2 separate regions of the Sus scrofa genome follow, and region 2 is linked to region 1. The links are chromatin contacts, called in public HiChIP or PLAC-seq maps. All regions are on one chromosome and are shown on one strand. The core of a region is the stretch at or near the end of the contact, and the rest is flanking DNA. Distances in the headings are between cores, read along the strand shown. Region 1 overlaps GPR19 (probable G-protein coupled receptor 19). Region 2 overlaps BORCS5 (a long non-coding RNA gene).

Region 1 (4,369 bases), core at 1,132-3,631:
AGATGACTCTTAAACTCTCACCCGTATCAAGGGCATAAAAAAGTCAAGATGAAGACTGGAAAAGGGATTTTGAAGAGGATATTTGAGTAGAGTTAGACAAACGAGTCAGGGAAAGAGGGAAGTTGCCCCACTCTTCCCTCAGCCCCAGTGCTTCCCTCTCTACAGCAAATTGGGGGTAGGAGAAAACCTTTAAGTTAAGGGGCAAATTTCAACTATGATCCTGGACTGGATATTTTAATTACTAACTTTTCTCTTTCTTTTTTGGCTTTTTGCCATTTCTTGGGCCGCTCCTGCGGCATATGGAGTTTCCCAGGCTAGGGGTCCAATCGGAGCTGTAGCTGCCAGCCTACGCCAGAGCCACAGCAACGCAGGATCCAAGCTGCGTCTGCGACCTACACCACAGCTCACGGCAACGCCAGATCATTAACCTACTGAGCAAGGGCAGGGGTTGAACCCGCAACCTCATGGTTCCTAGTCGGATTCGTTAACCACTGCGCCACGACGGGAACTCCTAATTACTAACGTTTCTTACCTAAAAGTGACCAGAAAGAAAGAGAAATGGGACTGTTCAAGTTTTCATTCAGGGTTGGGAGGAGAACCAGCCCCTGCAGAGAGTTTTCACAGGGACAGTGGGAAATAAAAATCAAGTTGCTTTATGTAAAATCATGCTTGTTTAACATGCCGGAACACTGTTGTTGAGAACCTAATCCTTTTTTAGATCCTAGAGGTCTAAAGATAAATTAAATGACATTCTTCCCTATAAGAATCAATGAACACAATGCAGTATAATTTGTGCAATAATAGACACAATATATGTCAAGATTAAAGCAGTGCTATAGGAAGAGAGGTGTGAGTAATTTACTTTAGAGGAGTGAGGGGTTCAAGGGACCTAGAACCTCAGAGAAGATGATAGCCAGCAGAGTTTGAGAGGGGAATATGTGCCCCCTAGGAGGACAGGGCAGAGGAAGCCAGGTCAGAGCTAAGCTGGGGAGGGTGGCACTGCGTGTTGTGCATGTGGCAGAACTATACGCAGTGTGAGATGTGCGTATTCAGGAGGGTGATTCAAATGGAGGTGAAGTGGAGGCCAAAGGTATTGTGGCTGTTAGCAGGCTCACGAGTGAAGAGTTCATGCAATTTTAAAAACACAGACACACACACTCTGATGCCAGCATTTTGTCTGTCAGAAAGTTCCTCCCTATCCTTGTCCTTTCTCTTTATAAAATTTGCTACACTTGTTAGAGAGTGTTGACAGGGTAATACAGGTATCTTCTCTATCTCATTGCCTACCGCTGTTTGAATCCACTCTATACCAGATTAAGCCGAGTCAGACTCTGCCTCCTAAGAATTTAGATCAGAACTTTGAGAGACTGGGTCATATGTTTTCTCTCCCCCCTTATTGAAGTATGATTGACTAATAAAAATTATATATATTTAAGGTGTACAGTGTGATGTTTGATAAATGTATACATTGTGAAATGATGACCACAACCAAGACAATTAACACCTCATGTCACTTAGTTACCATTTTTGTGTGTGTGGTGAGAATGCTTGAAATATCTCAGCAGAGTAAAGTATGCATCATTATTAACTATAGTCACCAGTGCTGTATGTACATTAGGTCTCCAGAACTTATTTATCCCATAATTAAAAGTTGTATCCTTTGACCAGTATCTCTCTGTTTTCCCCAATCCTCCAGCTCTGGTAACCACCATTCTACTCACTGATACTTTGAATTCAACTATTTTACATTCCGCATATAAGTGAGATAGATCATGAAGCATTTGTCTTTCTCTGTCTGGCTTATTTTACTTAATATCCCCCGTGTTCATCCATGTTGTCACAAATGGCAGGATTTCCTTCTTTTTAAAGGCAGAATAATACTCCATTGAGTGGTTGTGTGTGGTGTATTTGTGTATCACGTTTTCTTTATCTTCTCATCCATCAACAGACACCATCTCTTGGCTACTATGAATGGTGCTTTGGTGAACATGGGAGTATAGATATCTCTTCGAGACAATGATTTCATTTCCTTTAGCTCTATACCCAGAGGTGGGATTGCTGGATCATATGATGGTTCTATTTTTAATTGAGACTTGGTCATTTAGGTAAGAGCATTGAACTTGTAAGGTGTCATGTAAGTTTCAGAGCCAATGCCACTGTTTGGGGGCCAGTAATCAGAGGGAGCTGCTCTCAAAAGAGAAGCAGATCAATGCAGCTAATTGAAGGAGGGTGACTAGGAAACAGTAGGTCCTGGAGCCTCAGAGAGAAAGAGCCGGATTCAGTGGATACTTGGCCCTGACAGCTTTCTCTCCCTTAACTTCAGTCCCATCTTGGGTCTAACTGCCACTTCCTGTTTTTGAGTTCCCTGCAGTTTCTTCTGAGTCTGTAATATATCCACCTCCTCCTTAGTGGCTTTCTTTTTTCCCCTTAGACAACACTACAGTGTGGCTAGTTGTGTTCTCCCCTTCCTCATGTTCTTGGCCTAATAAGAAACCACATACTTTCCAGAATAGGAACACACACATACGCAGCAGGGACACTTTCTAACTCACTACAGTTTGAGTATGCCTAGAAAATGTAGGTCTCTTACTGATTTCTGGAGTTTTCACCCATGTATAAGCTGTCTATTACTGTGTAGCAAAATTCCCCCAAACTTAGGAACTCAATAATAAACAGTTCTCATTTCTGTGGGTCAGGACTTTGAGAGCAGTTTAGCTGGGCATTCCTGGCCTGGGACTCACAAAGTTTCAGTCAGCATTGTCTGGACTGTAGTCCCGTGTCTAGGGCTGGAGGATCTGCTGCCAAGGCAGCTTGCCTCCCTGGTTGCTAGTTGGTGCTGGTTGATGAGAGGCCTGCGTTTTCCATATATGAACCTCTTCACAAGACAGCTTTCCTGTCCTTGTAACATTGTGGCAGGCTTTCCCCAGAATGAGTAATCCAATGATCCAAGAGGGAGAGACCCAGGTAGAAATTGTCCTTACTATGATCTAGCCTCGCAAGTTATAGAGAAACACTTCTGCCACGTTCTCCTCATTGGAAACAGGTAGTAAGTCTGACCCATATGGGATCTGGCCTTGCTGTGAGCTGTGGTGTAGGTCACACACGCAGCTGGGATCCGGGTTGCTGTGGCTGTGGTGTGGGCCAGCAGCTGCAGCTCCAATTTGAACCCTATCCTGGGAACTTCCATATGCCAGCCCTAAAAAGATACACACACACACAGCCTGACCTACATTCAAGGGAAGTAGTAGTAGGTGTCATATTTGAAGGGGGACATAGCAAAGAATTGGTGGACATATTTGATTATTTTATTTTTTTGCTTTTCAGGGCCACACCTGCAGCATATGGAGGTTCCCAGGCTAGGGGTCAAATCAGAGCTATAGCTGCTGGCCTATACCGCAGCCACAGCAACGCAGGATCCGAGCCATGTTTGCGACCTATACCACAGCTCAGGGCCACACCAGATCCTTAACCCACTGAGCGAGGCCAGGGATCAAACCCGCAACTTCATGGTTCCTAGTTGGATTTGTTTCTGCTGTGCCACAATGGGAACTCCTGGTGGACATATTTTAAAACCACAACTGTTAAATTATAGGAAAAAAAGTGTCCAATTCAGTTTCAAATATAGTTCAATTTCATTACTTAAATGGTTCCTTATAACTCTCCTTTGGATGAAAATGTTTCATCCTTCATGATGCCTCCCAAGGAGGTCCTGTCATCTGAAGATAACATCCATTTGTATGGGGCTGAGGAGTAATGTATACATCTTTGTGGAACTGGCGAGAGACAGAGTATCCCTTGACTTCATTCTGGACTTAGAGTATGCACTGGCAGGTTTCCAGCACGATGCCCCTCTTGGCCTAATCACTGGGGAACCTGCTGGCATGTGATGCTGAAGCCTGCAGCTGGTGAATTCATGGCCCATTTTTGCCTTCAGGCGAATTTCCCAGGGAGTATCGGCCTCTGTTTCCCCTTGGTCCTTGCTATGGTGTCACCTGACCTGACCATGGCAGGACCTCTGGCTGTTGGTTTCAGTGTCCATGTGCCCAGTAGGAAATGCTTGAGATAGTTGACTGTTCTACATGCCTGAGTACATGGTAGGAAACTTGCTATAGACCCAAACAACCATGCAAAGTGCAGGGAGTGGGGTGTGAAGGGCTTAGACAGTGGTCCCCAAAGGGGAGCAAAGGCAGAGATCTCTTGCTCTGAGTGCTTCTCAACATGGAGGAAACTTACTGTGCTATGCAGAGAAAGGGCCACTAAAGATATTCACCCTAACAACTGGAACCTGTGATTATATTACCTTACAAGGCAAAAGGGACTTTAGAAGTAAGTTAAGGACCTTGAGAGAGATTGTCCTGGATTATCTGGG
Region 2 (4,480 bases), core at 706-3,205, 290 kb after region 1:
CGTAGATCAGCAGCTGCAGCTCTGATTTAACCCCTAGCCTAGAAACTTCCATATGCTGAGAGTGTGGCCCTAAAAATCGAAAAAAGAAAAGTTGCATAAGCATAGGGTTCCTGCCCCTTACCGGCTTCCCCTAATATTAACATAGTACATAACCACAGTATAGTGATCAAAACAAGAAAATTAACATTGGTATAATGCAATCATATAACTATACACCTTATTCAAATTCCCATTTTCCCCATTAACATCCCTTTCCTCTTCTAGGATTCAATCCAAGACCACATTACAGGTCTCCTTAGTTTCCTCCAACCTATCACAATTCTTCAGTCACTCCTTGTCCTTCCTAACTTTGACTCTTATGAAGAACAGTCGTCAGTTACTTTGCAGACTATCCTTAATATTTTTTCTGATTTAATATTATTATTAACAAAAATCATTTACTGAGAGTTTACTAAGTACAAGGCACAAAGTGGAGCCCTCCATCTGTATCACCTCTTTTAAAACGGAAGTGTTTTTTTTTTTTTTTTTTTGTCTTTTGTTGTTGTTGTTGCTATTTCTTGGGCCGCTCCCGCGGCATATGGAGGTTCCCAGGCTAGGGGTTGAATTGGAGCTGTAGCCACCAGCCTACGCCAGAGGCACAGCAACGCAGGATCCGAGCCGCGTCTGCAACCTACACCACAGCTCACGGCAACGCCGGATCGTTAACCCACTGAGCAAGGGCAGGGACCGAACCCGAAACCTCATGGTTCCTAGTCGGATTCGTTAACCACTGCGCCACGACGGGAACTCCTAAAACGAAAGTGTTTTTAACACACTTTATTTTATTCTATTTTTGGCTGCACCCGTGGCAAGCGGAAGTTCCAGGCCTGGGATCAAACCTGAGCTGCAGCAGTAACCCGAGCCACACCCATGACAACAGCTGAATCCTTAACCAGTAGGCCGCCAGGGAACTCCAGAAGTGCGTTTTAAAAACTTTAGAGCAGAAGCATTTTAAAATCAAAGAGTAATCATCTTTAACTCACCTTTCTTCAAGTGCTCATGTTTTATAAACTACAAAGCATTACCAAACATATTATTATTCCCCCACTCTAATATCCTTTAATGTCCTCTCCCCCCCAAAAAAAATATTAAGTCAAGTATAAGGCTTAATTTCAAAGCCCTTGAGTTCTCGATCCTTCTGAATCTTTACTGCCCACATCTTCTTACCCTTGAACCTTGGCTCATTGCTTTCTTCATTTGTACCTGCCCTCCCTTTTCATCTCTAAAAACCCTTTCTTGAAGACACCTTTAATCACTGCCCCTAGCTTCCAACAATTACTGATCCTCTGAAATCCCATAGAGTTTAACAACTTGCAGGACTCATCCAATAAATACACAATGCCCTGAGCTGGGGGATATGTTTTTCTAGATTCTTGTCTCCCAAATGAAACTTTTCGAAAGGAAGACTTGGGACCTATCTTTTTTTTTTCCTATGCTAGCTACCCTCATATACTACTGCAATGCTGAATAACATTACTGAATACCTACCAAGTGCCAAGCTTTGTGGCAGGCCCTGAGAAATTAGAGATGATTAAAACACAACCCCAACTCTTCAGGAATTTTGATGTAATATATGTTTCCTTGAGTACTGTGAGACTGAAAACAGAGTTTATCTCCAAAAAATTAAGGTCACTGAAAGTTTCCTGTGACAGTACAATTTTTCCTTTTCTGTCTTGATAAACACTAAAATAACTAATTATAGATTACTAATGTGTCACAGAACATGTTTTAATGTGTCACAGACATGTTTTAATGTGTCACAGAACATATTTTCCAACCAGCTTGTGCTCGAAGCAAGCCATGACTCGGTTTTAGGAGAAATCCAGGTGGTACAGAGTAAATTTAATTAACCAAAGGCGTTGCAAATATGGCCAAAGGTTGTAGCAAATTTCCTCCAGCTTACCAACTGTTTTAGTCTAGTGACATCTAGTGGCAGAAGTGTTAAAAACAAAAACACAGCACTGTTATAAATTGAACTACACTAGAGGGAAGCCATCTTAGGAAAAAAGCAGCAAAATGTGAGAAAGAACTATGATATTCACTAGCATTTTAAAAATGTTTTGGAGTTTCTGTCGTTGCTCAGTGATTAGTGAACCCGATGAGCATCCATGAGGACTCGAATTCGATCCCTGGGCTTGCTCCAGTGGGTTAAGGACCTGGCGTTGCTGTGAGCTGTGGTGTAGGTCACAGACGCAGCTCGGATCCCAAGTTGCTGCGCCTGTGGTGTAGGCCGGCAGCTATAGCTCCGATTTGACTCGTAGCCTGGGACCTTCCATATGCCGTGGGTATGACCCTAAAAAGACAAAAAAAAAAAAAAAAAGTTTTAACTTTGTTGTACAGCAGAAATTATCACAACACTGTAAATCAACTATACCTCAAGAAAACTTTAAAAAATGAAAAAAATGTTTTAATGTCTTTTTGCCCTATTAAAAAAAAATTCCCCAGGTGGCTTTATTATTCATAATTTAAAGTTTTGGAAATAATTATTATTAAGACCACAAATATAAATTCTTCTAAAGCTGTTCCAGTCAATGTTTCCTGCCTCTTTCAGACGGAATAAATTCTTCCATCCTTTAGGTTCTCTGATGGGTTATACTTTATTTATAGCAATTACCCTGTTGAATCACAATTTATCTGCCAACAATTTATCACTAGCCTGTAAGCGCTTCAGGCAAAGAGTGGTGTTTTTCGCTCTTGTGTCCCTAGACTGACAATATCTGATAAACTGCAAGACCTTACTTAGCAAATTTGGTTAAATGAATAAATAGACATATGAAACATTACATGCTTTAAGAAAGCATGTGATGTCTACCTGTGCTCAGAAGTGAGAAAGCTGATGTAGTACCAGTTCCAAATATGATTAAATTAGCATCAAATAAATGTCTAATAATCAGTTAAAATTTGGGGGCTGGGAGATAAGAAATTTTTTTAATTCTGGGAATATCTTTAAAATCTGGGCTTTCCTAAATAAACATGTGTCTCAAATACCAATGTGCTTTGTTTTATTTTTTTTCCACTGTGTTTTAAAATAGAAGAATTTTTATATGTGGTTTTTGGAAAAGTAGAAAAATTCAAAATGACTAACAAAATTTTATACTATTCAGTCTTAGAATGTTTCTAGGCTGCCACTTAGCAGAAACTACAAGCCAGAACCTTAAAAGGAAATATATACTGTACATTCATCTTCACTGTCATATTCCAGGCATAAAAGCCCAGCTCAGGCAGGAAATGTTATTGCTTAAAGGGATATATCCTTGGATACCAGCTAAAATAAACCATGTGTATTTTGTTTAAATTTGTAAAAGAACGCAAATTGAAAGTTTAGAGAAACAAACAAGAATGAATGATCAGTACATAAACTATCTGATAATTATTCCAAGAAGTTGAGTTTAATATGGCTTAAAATTAAAATCAGAATTTAACCTGCATATATTTGGGTATTTAGACTAAGAACAGAAAATTAAAACAGTATATCCCAGATGTAGTTTTGGTCAAGAATTCATTTGGCATCTTTTAATTTTATCTTGTTATCTACATGGAAGATTTTCAGCCATGGACACCCTCCCTGGCCCTGTCTTCTCCATGTGGCTGCCTTCCATCCGTCCCTGAAAGCTCAGCTTCAATGTTACTTCCTCTGTGAAGCCGGCCCCAAATTCCAAGGTCAAATGAATGATTCCCTCCTCTGGGCCTTCCTAGTCTTTTGGGCACATGACCAGTGTTACACAGGCTATGTCACTATGAGTTATATTTACCTGTCTAAATCACTCCCAAAGCTATAAGCTCCCAAAGGACAGCAAGTGTGTCTCCATCTTCTTTGTATCTCCACTGTCTGCAGCACTACCAGGACCTGGGCAAGGATATACCAATATTTTGCAGAAATGAATGATCAACGTGGTCATCAAAAGCCATCAGCATGAGGCGCTTAAGTAAACTGAAGAAGTGGTGATCGACAGAAAAATACAGAGGAAAAGCCATCTTTGGAGAGGATTTCTGCCTCTCCCCACAAAGGATTAACTGCTGTTATACCTGCCAGTCAATAAACAGCTAGAAAATCAGACAAAATACATGAAACACTCTTTTCGGACATTGTCTAACAGGTAGTGCAGGACTTTGAGCACCAAGAGGAGGGAAAGAAAGTGAGCTCCATCATTTCCCCAGCTTACTGCTGAGAGGCGGTTCCCAGGATGCAGGCCAGGGAGGTCCGGTAGCCTCCAGGAGTTGAAGAGGGAGTGGAATATGCAGACACTAAGGTGTCTAGAATTTACAGGACAGATAGAGGAAGGAGGCCGCTCCATAAGCACACCCCGGAGATCTGCACAGGGCGCCCTGGAAGCCTCGTGCACTAATGTGTCAACTTATTAGCCAAAATTCCACCACGCTGGAAAAAGAACCAGGAAAGGGGTAGACCAAACAATTTCTGAAACTCTCAAAGGGCTAAGAG

What was found. HiChIP or PLAC-seq counts read pairs in DNA pulled down with a chosen protein or histone mark.
Region 2: an H3K27ac HiChIP or PLAC-seq map of alveolar macrophages shows a contact between it and region 1. The contact joins two enhancer-like sites. A contact is called at or near these places in 5 of 47 Hi-C or Micro-C datasets (embryonic fibroblasts, fetal heart ventricle and fibroblasts) and 1 of 2 datasets of contacts at active chromatin or transcription factors (alveolar macrophages).

What each region holds. Positions count from the first base shown.
Region 1 is chr5:59,756,685-59,761,053 of Sscrofa11.1, forward strand. The region is part of intron 2 of GPR19 (probable G-protein coupled receptor 19); the gene reads left to right. Among named protein-coding and RNA genes, the nearest start is that of GPR19, 9.0 kb to the left of the region's middle. Within about 2 kb of position 2,382, at least 11 of the 83 cell types and tissues checked have an H3K27ac peak or open chromatin away from gene starts, as enhancers often do. A contact at or near this core is called in alveolar macrophages, where this site is marked.
Region 2 is chr5:60,051,061-60,055,540 of Sscrofa11.1, forward strand. The region is part of intron 2 of BORCS5 (a long non-coding RNA gene); the gene reads right to left. Among named protein-coding and RNA genes, the nearest start is that of BORCS5, 20 kb to the right of the region's middle. Within about 2 kb of position 1,956, at least 9 of the 83 cell types and tissues checked have an H3K27ac peak or open chromatin away from gene starts, as enhancers often do. A contact at or near this core is called in alveolar macrophages, where this site is marked.